Linked DNA regions of Rattus norvegicus: region 2 is linked to region 1. The links are chromatin contacts, called in public Hi-C maps. All regions are on one chromosome and are shown on one strand. The core of a region is the stretch at or near the end of the contact, and the rest is flanking DNA. Distances in the headings are between cores, read along the strand shown.

Evidence for each region. Hi-C and Micro-C count contacts between places; a contact is called where the count stands out from the background.
Region 2: a Hi-C map of Schwann cells shows a contact between it and region 1, with 3 times the contacts expected there. The contact joins the enhancer-like site here to the promoter of Ngfr in region 1. A contact is called at or near these places in 8 of 12 Hi-C or Micro-C datasets (the Rat2 cell line, Schwann cells, frontal cortex and 4 more).

The regions. Positions count from the first base shown.
Region 1 is chr10:81,028,567-81,032,926 of GRCr8, forward strand. It overlaps Ngfr (nerve growth factor receptor), which reads right to left and starts at 1,739. Exons shown (of 6, transcript NM_012610.2): 1 at 1,558-1,739. The coding sequence starts at 1,626.
Region 2 is chr10:81,078,757-81,083,142 of GRCr8, forward strand. No RefSeq gene overlaps it. Among named protein-coding and RNA genes, the nearest start is that of Phb1, 21 kb to the right of the region's middle. Within about 2 kb of position 2,610, at least 3 of the 93 cell types and tissues checked have an H3K27ac peak or open chromatin away from gene starts, as enhancers often do. A contact at or near this core is called in Schwann cells, where this site is marked.

The sequences.
Region 1 (4,360 bases), core at 489-2,988:
CTGGCTTGTGAGATCTTAACCAACTTGTTTAAACTCCGAAGTCCCTGCCTCCTTATCAGTAGGATGGAGATTGGGGGGGGGGGGGGGCGGCAGTGCTCGCAGGAAGGAAACGGTGGAGGGAAGAGTAAGGACGCCACTTTCATTGCTAACCTTCCTTAAGATCTGGTCAGAAATACCTAGAGAACTCGGGTTCATAGAAGGAGGACCCGATGACCTTAGCTGGAACAGCAATCCGACAGAATGCCAGGTATCCAAGCGGCCCCTGTCTCATTTGAGAAGGGTTCATTGACTTTTACCGAAAGCCTGGCCAGGTGTGGGCGGGATGATGATCCTGTTAAGTTCCTTACCGGAAGGAGCGCGGAGGGCGCAGGGCGGGTGGCCGCTTAACTTAGAAGGGGTGCAGTGCGCAGCCCTAGGCGCACACGCAGCTCCCATAGCAATCCCTCACCCGCAGTGCCCCCTGCGGGTCGCCTGGGGTTTTTGCATCCCCGAGCTATGCGCTGCCGGAACCATCACCGCCTTGAGAGTCCTAGCGCTCGCATCCCAAGAGCCCGCTGGCATCTGATAGGGTAAGGGGATGTCCTGGCTCTGTCTCTCCAAGTCCACTGCGTTGCTTCAAAGCGTATGAAAGGTTTGCCAAGGAACCATCCTGGAAGCGGATTTGTCACAGTGAAGTGGGCGCTCCCCTCCCAGCCTGGGATGCCCAGACGCAATTCCCGGACTGGGCGAGGCCGCTAGAAAGAGTGCTAGAACCCACGCGGGAAACCTCTGTGACTCGGCTGTCCTCATCGCACCGACCTTGAGTAGACAGGCGGGGCCCTGAGCACTTCAGGGTCTGCACCGGCTTTCCACCTCTCTATCTCTTTAGTGGCTGTCTCTTTTCTGCCCTCCATAAATTCTACTTCTCTCTCTTCAACCTCTCTGCCACTCCCGAATCGTTCCTTTCGACGCCCCTCCCCCCCATTGTCTGGCCGGTCCCCATTGTCCATACCGGGTCCCCTCCGCCTCCAGTCCCTCTAGCCGCCTCCCCCATTGTTCCGTCTCTAGCCCCTCACATCTCTAGCGCTGATCTCTTCCCCTTCCTTCTCTCGCGCCGGATTCTGTCCTACAACTCCCCAGGGACTAAGATGCTAAAGAGAAAACTCCCCGCGGGATCCCAGAATTCACATGCTGTCGTCAGAAGAACCCAGGCGCCTGAGATTTCCAAACCTCCCTCCAACCCCCGCCCCTGAGAAACTGCTCCCAGTCCCCTACACCGCACCCACCGTAGTGCCCAAGGACCACCACCAGCGGTACCAGCAGCACCAAGAACCAGCATCGTTACAACACTCCTGCCTGCATCTCTATCCTGGGACTGGGTCGCCTCTGCGCTCGCTCTGAAAGTCCTAGAAGCTAGGAGCGCCCCTGTGAGTCACCGCCCCGCAGCTCCTCCGCCACCCGTTCCCAACATCTGGGACCTTGACGTCCTATTCTGTTCTCTGGGTGGTGGCACCCAGGTCTCCTTGGGGTTCAGCTCTTTGAAAAGGTCAACAGGAGTCCCTCCTGCTAACCACTTACCCCTAGAATCAGCAGCAGCAGCAGGCGCAGCCGGTCCATGGCGCTGCAGGCAGCACCTGCCCTCCTCATTGCACGCCTCCGGCGTCAGCGCTCCGCTTCTAGCTCAGTCCGCTCCGCAGACCGATGGTGCTGCGCTGAGCTGAACTGCGCTGCGCTCCAGCGCCTGCTGCCCGCCGGAGCTGGCGGAGGCTCCACTCGCTCTGGCTGCGGGCGGGCGGGAGCAGCTGGGTGAAGGCAATGCAGCAGCCCCGCCTCCTCCCCGCCCAGCCCGCCCAACTACCCCCCCCCCCAACCGTCCGGAACCGCGCCCGCCCGGCTGCCTGGGGTGTGGAGTCCGGAGCAGCCAAGTGAGGCGTGCGAGGAGCCGCACCCGTGTGCCCCGCTGCGGCTTCTCTGTGGGCTGTCCCACATACCCAGTGCACCGCTGGTTATGCCGAGCATCAGTCCCGGATGCTGCGGATCCAGCAGGGGGCCACTGCTCTCCTACTGATGAGGCCTGCCTCGGGGTTCACTCTCTTAAACGCCTTCTTCAGCCTCTCGGTTGATTCCTAGTTCCCTACCTAGCCCTTATTCCGAAAATGAGGCTGCCTTCCTTTTACGGTTGGGTATACACTTTATTCCATCTTCTCTCGGCTGCTCCTTCCCACTTGTGGAGGGATATGTTCCTTGGGGCATTCAAAGTGAAATCTATCCCAATATCACTATTTGAGATCCCTGTCTCTGTCTTTCTGTCCCTGACTCTCTGTCTCTCTCTGTCTCTCCCTGTCTCTGTCTCTTGGTCTCTCTCTCTGTCTCTGCCTCTGTCTCTCTGTCTCTGTCTCTTGGTCTCTCTCTCTCTGTCTCTCTCTCTGTCTCTGTCTCTTGGTCTCTCTCTCTGTCTCTGTCTCTCTGTCTCTGTCTCTCTGTCTCTACCTCTGTCTCTGTCTCTCTCTCTCTACACACACACACACACACACACACACACACACACACACACACAGAGGATAGAACCTAGGACCTTACAAATGCCAAGCAAGCATCGTATCATGGGGCTACATCTCCAGCCTTTCCTGAGCTTGAAGGACTCCCAGGTGTGCACATACAACCCAGGAATACACAAACACACTCTCAAGCACGCCTGTGCTCATGTACTGACATCTGCTCGTACCATCCTCAGGCGCTCATATAAACCCACTTATCCTACAAGGGTTCCTAAGACATACATCAACGCACACATGATGACATTCACATACACACCCCTACACATTCACATGTGCACGGTGCACAGTGATGTTCACGCAAGCCCATACCTGTATTTAGCCCTCGAATGTACACACTCATGAGTATACAAGCCACACACAAACATGATCACACGAGCTTCGGAGCTTCCCACAGGCAGAGACAGCAGTGTCTTCTCTGACCACCCAAGTGTTCAGTCATGCTCTGTGGAGGGGATTCACAGGGGACTCAACGTTGACAGACTCATCCATGAGCTGTGTGTAGGCCTTCTGAGGACCACACTGGTCATGTTCTAAAAACCTGGCCCATCAAAACCTGGCACCCTTATACCTGGGAAGGTGCAGTCAGTCTTTCAGGAGAAACATCACATCGCCCCGCCCTTTTCTGGTCCTCAGAGAGCCAAGGCCCTGGTACAGAACAGTGTGGGGATGTCTATCCCAGCACCAGATATTAGCTATGTCTGGACTCCTGTGTCCTCTTCAAAACTACAGTCCCGAGTAATAGAAACAAGGGACAGACCAAGAGTATTGATTAAGAAGGCCTGCTCACAAGTAGGTGATTTCCTAGGTCACTTAAACTTAATCCATTTGCTGCAGAAAGAAAAAAAAAAAAGACCTATCATATGTAACCAATAAAGTCCAGCAGACAGCCCCCAGGAAGGATGGGTAGACATCACTGTGGCTTTGAGAATTCACGTTCATGAGCCACCATGGCTGGATGTAAGAGTCTAAGCAGCAAGCAGGACCTCGGAAGTCCCTGGGGAGTCCTTCCTCCTGGATGGAGATTACTTCTAAGATGTCCCCTCCCCCAAAGCTTTTACAGATCTGCCTTACTCTCTGCTGAATTCATGAGAGGCAGGAAGGAGAAGCATTAGTACTTCCAGAAGCATTGAGCTGCTTACTACCAGACTACGGACAGTGTGGCATTAATTTAAATACTCCCGTTATTAATTTATGATCCCAGTTACTATTATTGCCAAGGTTATCCATCTCAACACAATTTAAATGACCCACACCACCATGGCTGGGCCTGGGTTATTAATAATTTCCATGGTCTTGATCATTTAAGCCTTACCCCAACAATTACAAACAGCGATTGCTACTATTATTAGCAGGATTTCTATGATTAAGCTGAGCGCGGGCCTGAGATGCATTGCCGGGTGCTGGCGGGGAGTGTGGCTGCAAAGGGTGCAGAAGAAGGAGTGTTGCATTATGGGGAGGCAGGCCTGAGTGCGAATGCTCGTCCCCTGCCCCATTGCCTCTTCCTTATCACCTTAGGGAGGCCACGACCATCTTTCCTGGCCTTTGTTTTCATATCTATAAGATGGGGCTTTAAAGGAAGGTAGCAAGGATCAAAGAGAAGAAGGCGGTGTTCATCGCAAAGCGACTCAGCTTCTCTTGTGCACTCGGCGTGAGTTTGGGAGCCCCTGCTACAGGCCACACATACTGCTATTGGGGATTCAACAGTAGACTAACAGTATTAACAGACTAACGGTGTAGCTGACAGTATTGATCAGCAGTTCTCAACCTGTGCATATGGCCCTTTGGGGGAGTTAAAAAAAAACCTTCTCACAGGGGTCACCTAA
Region 2 (4,386 bases), core at 1,360-3,859, 51 kb after region 1:
GATGCCTCTGGGGTGGTGGCAGTGAGGACTTTGGCACACTTGGCCAGGTGATCTCTGCAGGACAGAGCCTAAAGGAGCCTTCGTGGCAGACGCCCAATCGGATGCATTTGTGTCTGGAAGGGTGCCTGCAAGGCTGGATGGAGGGATGGAGGGAGGCAGGGAGGGAGGGAGGCCAAGGCTGATAGCTTCCTTCCTCCCTGCTCCTGGCTCAGCACTTCTTCCCTATTGCTCTCCCTCCTCCCTGCCCGTCACCTCCCCCTCCTGCTATCTCCTCTCCTCTCCCTCCCTCTCACCCCCAAGTCTCTTCACTGATGGCTTTGCTGGTTTTTCTGTCCCAGGCTCTTGCTCTTCGGGTCTCTCTGTCTCCTTTCCCGAATCTCATAGTCCCTGCTGTCTCTTGGGGTGGGAATGAGCTGCAACAGGAAGGCCCGAGGCTAGACACAGATACCACGATCTTCTGAGTGCAGAAGTGGGCCAACCCTGGAGAGGGGAAGGTGGGCGTGGGGACCGCCTCTCACTGCCAGATCCTGTGTGGATGAGCCCACAGAGAACTCCGCTGTAGGCTCCTGGCATCATACACCAGGACCAGCATAGCTCGGGTTCCGCTGGAGCATGGTCACCTCTGACACATACGCCTTTTCACACGTGGAACCCTGGCCAACCCTGTAGGGCCAAGAAGCTGAAGGGATCCCAGCTTCTGAAATGGCTTCCTTTTCAACCTTTCCTAGGCTGGTCTGGCTGGTTGCAGGGGCTGAGGGTGATAGTTGGGGCATCAAGTCTGTGTGTGTGTGTGTGTGTGTGTGTGTGTGTGTGTGTGTGTGTGTGTGTGTATGCACATGTGTGTGTGCAAGAGACACACACAGAGAGAGACAGAGAGAGACGGGGGTGGGGGGGTCACAACCTATCTCAACTACATTTATGCCTCTATGTCCTCTGGGTCCACAGAGGATGCTGCTGTCCTGAGGGGACACTCTGTGGAGAACAGAGGGGTGGGAGGAGGGGGGGAGATTGCAGGAGTTAGCAGAGGGCCACCAGGGGAGGCCTGTGTGGATGAGGAGGCCTCAGACCAGAAGACAAGCTTAGCAGTGGGCGTGGCCTAAAGATCTGCTTGGCACATCTCCTTGTCTTGGCAGCTTTGACCATACATGTGCTACACAGGAGATCAAAGCATGCTGGGCTCCAGCCCCAGTGTCAGTGGGATTGCAGGGACTTCCCGGGGGGGCCCCTAGGGACAGGTGTCACACCCCCAGCTTCCCCTTCAAGTGACTGCACTGGAGTCCTCCCAGCCATGGTGGGAAGATTGACCTCCAGTAGGGTAAGGGAAGAAAAGTATCTGCCAGCAGGAATGTGGAAGGAGAGGAAGGGCCATCTCCAGGGCTGGGGGTGGGGGGACAGTGCTGGGGCCCCTGTCGGGGCTTTTAGCTCTGTGTGCTTTGTACAACCACCCCTACAGTGGGTGTTTCCCTGGGCCACAGCCCTGCTGTGGTCAGAAAACTATGACCAAGCCAGTGGTCTTCTGGCCTCTGAACTCACCCCTCAGCTATGCCCCCAGGACAATGGGGTCTTTCTGCACAAAACGGCACGAGGGGGACTCGTCATGGACTTGTGACCTGAGGGACAGGCCTGCCCCAGGCCACGGTTAGCCTTGCTCACACCAGTGGCCACTGGCTGGCCTTAGGCCAGGGTGGACTAAGGAGAAAGTGGGGCTCTCCCCACTCTCTGGCAAACCAATGCCTGGGATTCCAGTTGGCACGAGAGGTCTCTACCGAGCATAGCTAAATCCTGAAAGCACATGCCAGGGCTGACCTGTCTCGCCAAACAGATGCCCAAAAAACCCAGGCAGAGGCAAAATCGAGAGCCAGAGGGCCGTTATTGAGAATTAGGGCTCAGAGAAAAAGCCCGTCTCATCAAGAGAGGACCAGAAGGCTTCCAAGGGACTGGAGATGGGGGCATGGGGGAGGGTTGGGGGCGTTGCTCTGGCAGGCATGGCTTGACCTGGAAAGGGGCTTACCGAAGAGGGAATGTGCAGAAAAGAGCACAGAGAGGCCAATCTCAGCTGTAACCGTAGCACAACACAGGGTGAGGGAGACCCAGGTTTCTGCCTGGAACCCAAAGCGCTCTCCTGCCCTCTTAGAGGTTCTCTTGCAGCCCACACCCTTGGGCAGTGGAGAGATGGGTGGGGGGCAGGAAGCGCCATTCCAGCCGCCCCTCGCCCTCGGTGGCCGGACAGCTGTTCTGCGCAGCTGCTGGGGGCTCTGGGGGCTGCGGCGGATTTGATTTGATTCAGGCCCCAAAATAGCTAGTGTAGCAGGAAGCGGCCCCTTCCCCCATCTCCTCCAGGACACTCCATCCGGGGGCTGCATTAACACCTTTGAGGTTCTACCCCTTCCCTACCTCGCCCCTGATCTCCTGTGCCCCGTCCTTTTTTTCCCCCTCAGCCCCTAGCGCTTCACCTGCCGGTGCTGAGCTCCCCGCTGCCTTGTTCCACACCCCTTCCTCCAGGAAGCCCGCCGGGTCCAGGCTGCCAACGCCGGCTCTGCCCACACACGATCCCAGCTCCGCCCGCAGCCCTGAACATCACAGCCGGGGCCTGTGGCCAGGCACGGGCGGGTTGTGGAGGGCACACAAAGACGCGGGCTGCCCCGGCCTTTGATGAGTAATGGCTATTCCCTGGAGCCACGATTCCACTCGGCTGCTTCGGCGCCCCCTGCCCCTCCCCACTCCAGCTCCTCAAATAAGACTCGTTTTTGTTCACAGGACACAATGCGAGAAAATGTCACCCAGGGGGCGTGCCCCCTGGCCCCTATCCCTGACAACCGGAGCTCTTAATCACTGGGCCTCCTTCCTCCCCAGCCTCCCTCCTCAGCAGCTGGGGGAGCTGGGGCACGGGCAGCAGTCAGGGTAGGGGTGGCCACTTACCACCTTCGTGCTCTGAGCTCTCTTCCAGACATAGGTCCTCCCCCTCCTTCCACACAAATACCATCTCCTATGCTCAACTGGCTCTTCTCTCTCCATCAAAACCTGTCAAGACTTCTGTACCAGAGAGCTGGGAAGGGACTTCAGAGCAAGGCTCTAGAAAGTGTTGCATCAAAAACTGTACCAAAGCTTTGAAAAGTGTTAATAACGAAAGGCATCATCAAGAGTGGTAGTGGGTGAGGACCAATATCTGTCCTCCCTACAGCCACTGTGTGCAAGCTGGCCTGCCCGAGGTGACTTTTAGGCTAAGATCCCACTGAAGAGGTCTCCTTTGTTTGGATTTCTTTAGACTTTCCATGCAAGGCTTGCATCCAGTGGTGACTTTAAGACTCAGAGCCAGATGTGGTGAAACCTTTCATCCCAGCACTTGGGAGGCAGAGGCAAGCAGATCCTGTGAGTGCAAGGCCAGCCTCATCTACAGATTGAGTTCCAGGACAGCCAGGGCTACCCAGAGAAACCCTGCCTCAGAAAAACAAAACAAAACAAAAGGATTGGCTCAAAGATACAGAATTGTGTCCCTCCCCTCCCTCTCCCTAAGAACCTGTTCATCTCCGCCACTACATTGAGTTAGTGGTCTACATGAGAACTGTGTGCCTTGCTATGCAAACACAGTTTCTCTGGGGCTCTTCTCAACCAGCCCTTAACTTCTTCTGTATATGCTTCTGGAACCTTCTGTGTACACTTCTGGAGCCTTCTGTGCTGAGTCCTCATTTACCAGTCACATCATCACCTCCCCCTCTAAAACCTGTGTCTACTTTCCTCCATCTCTCCAATCTCTCTGTCTCTGTCTCTGTCTCTCTCTCTGTCTCTCTCTGTCTCTCTCTGTGTCTCTCTCTGTGTCTCTCTCTGTCAAGACCTCTATACCAGAGAGCTGGAAAGGGACTCTCTCATCTGTCTTTCTCTCTCTTTGTCTCTTTCTGTGTGTCTCCCTCCCTTTTTCTCTCTCTCTTGTCTTTCTCTCTGTCTCTCTCTGTCTCTGTGTGTCTCTCTGTCTTCCTGTTTCTGTGTCTCTCTTTCTCTTGCTCTGTGTGTATGTGTCCCTGACTCTGTGTCTCTCTGTCTCTTGCTCTCTCTGTCTCTGTCTCTTTCTGTATCTCTCTGTCTCTTGCTGTCTCTGTCTCTGCCTCTGTCTCTCTGTCCCTGTGTGTCTCTCTGTCTCTGTGTCTCTCTCTTGCTCTCTCTGTCCCTGTCTCTCTCTGTGTCTCTCTGTCTCTCTCTGTGTGTCTCTCTGTCTCTTGCTGTCTCTCTCTGATCTGTGTCTCTCTCCTCTCTATCTCTCTGTCTCTCCCCACCCCACCCCCGCCTGTGCCACCTCCTTCTGCCCCTCCCTGCTTCTACTCTTGTCCCCCTACACTGCATTTGCCACACAGCAGACAGAGCAATCTTTAGAAAATGGAAATCAAATCATGT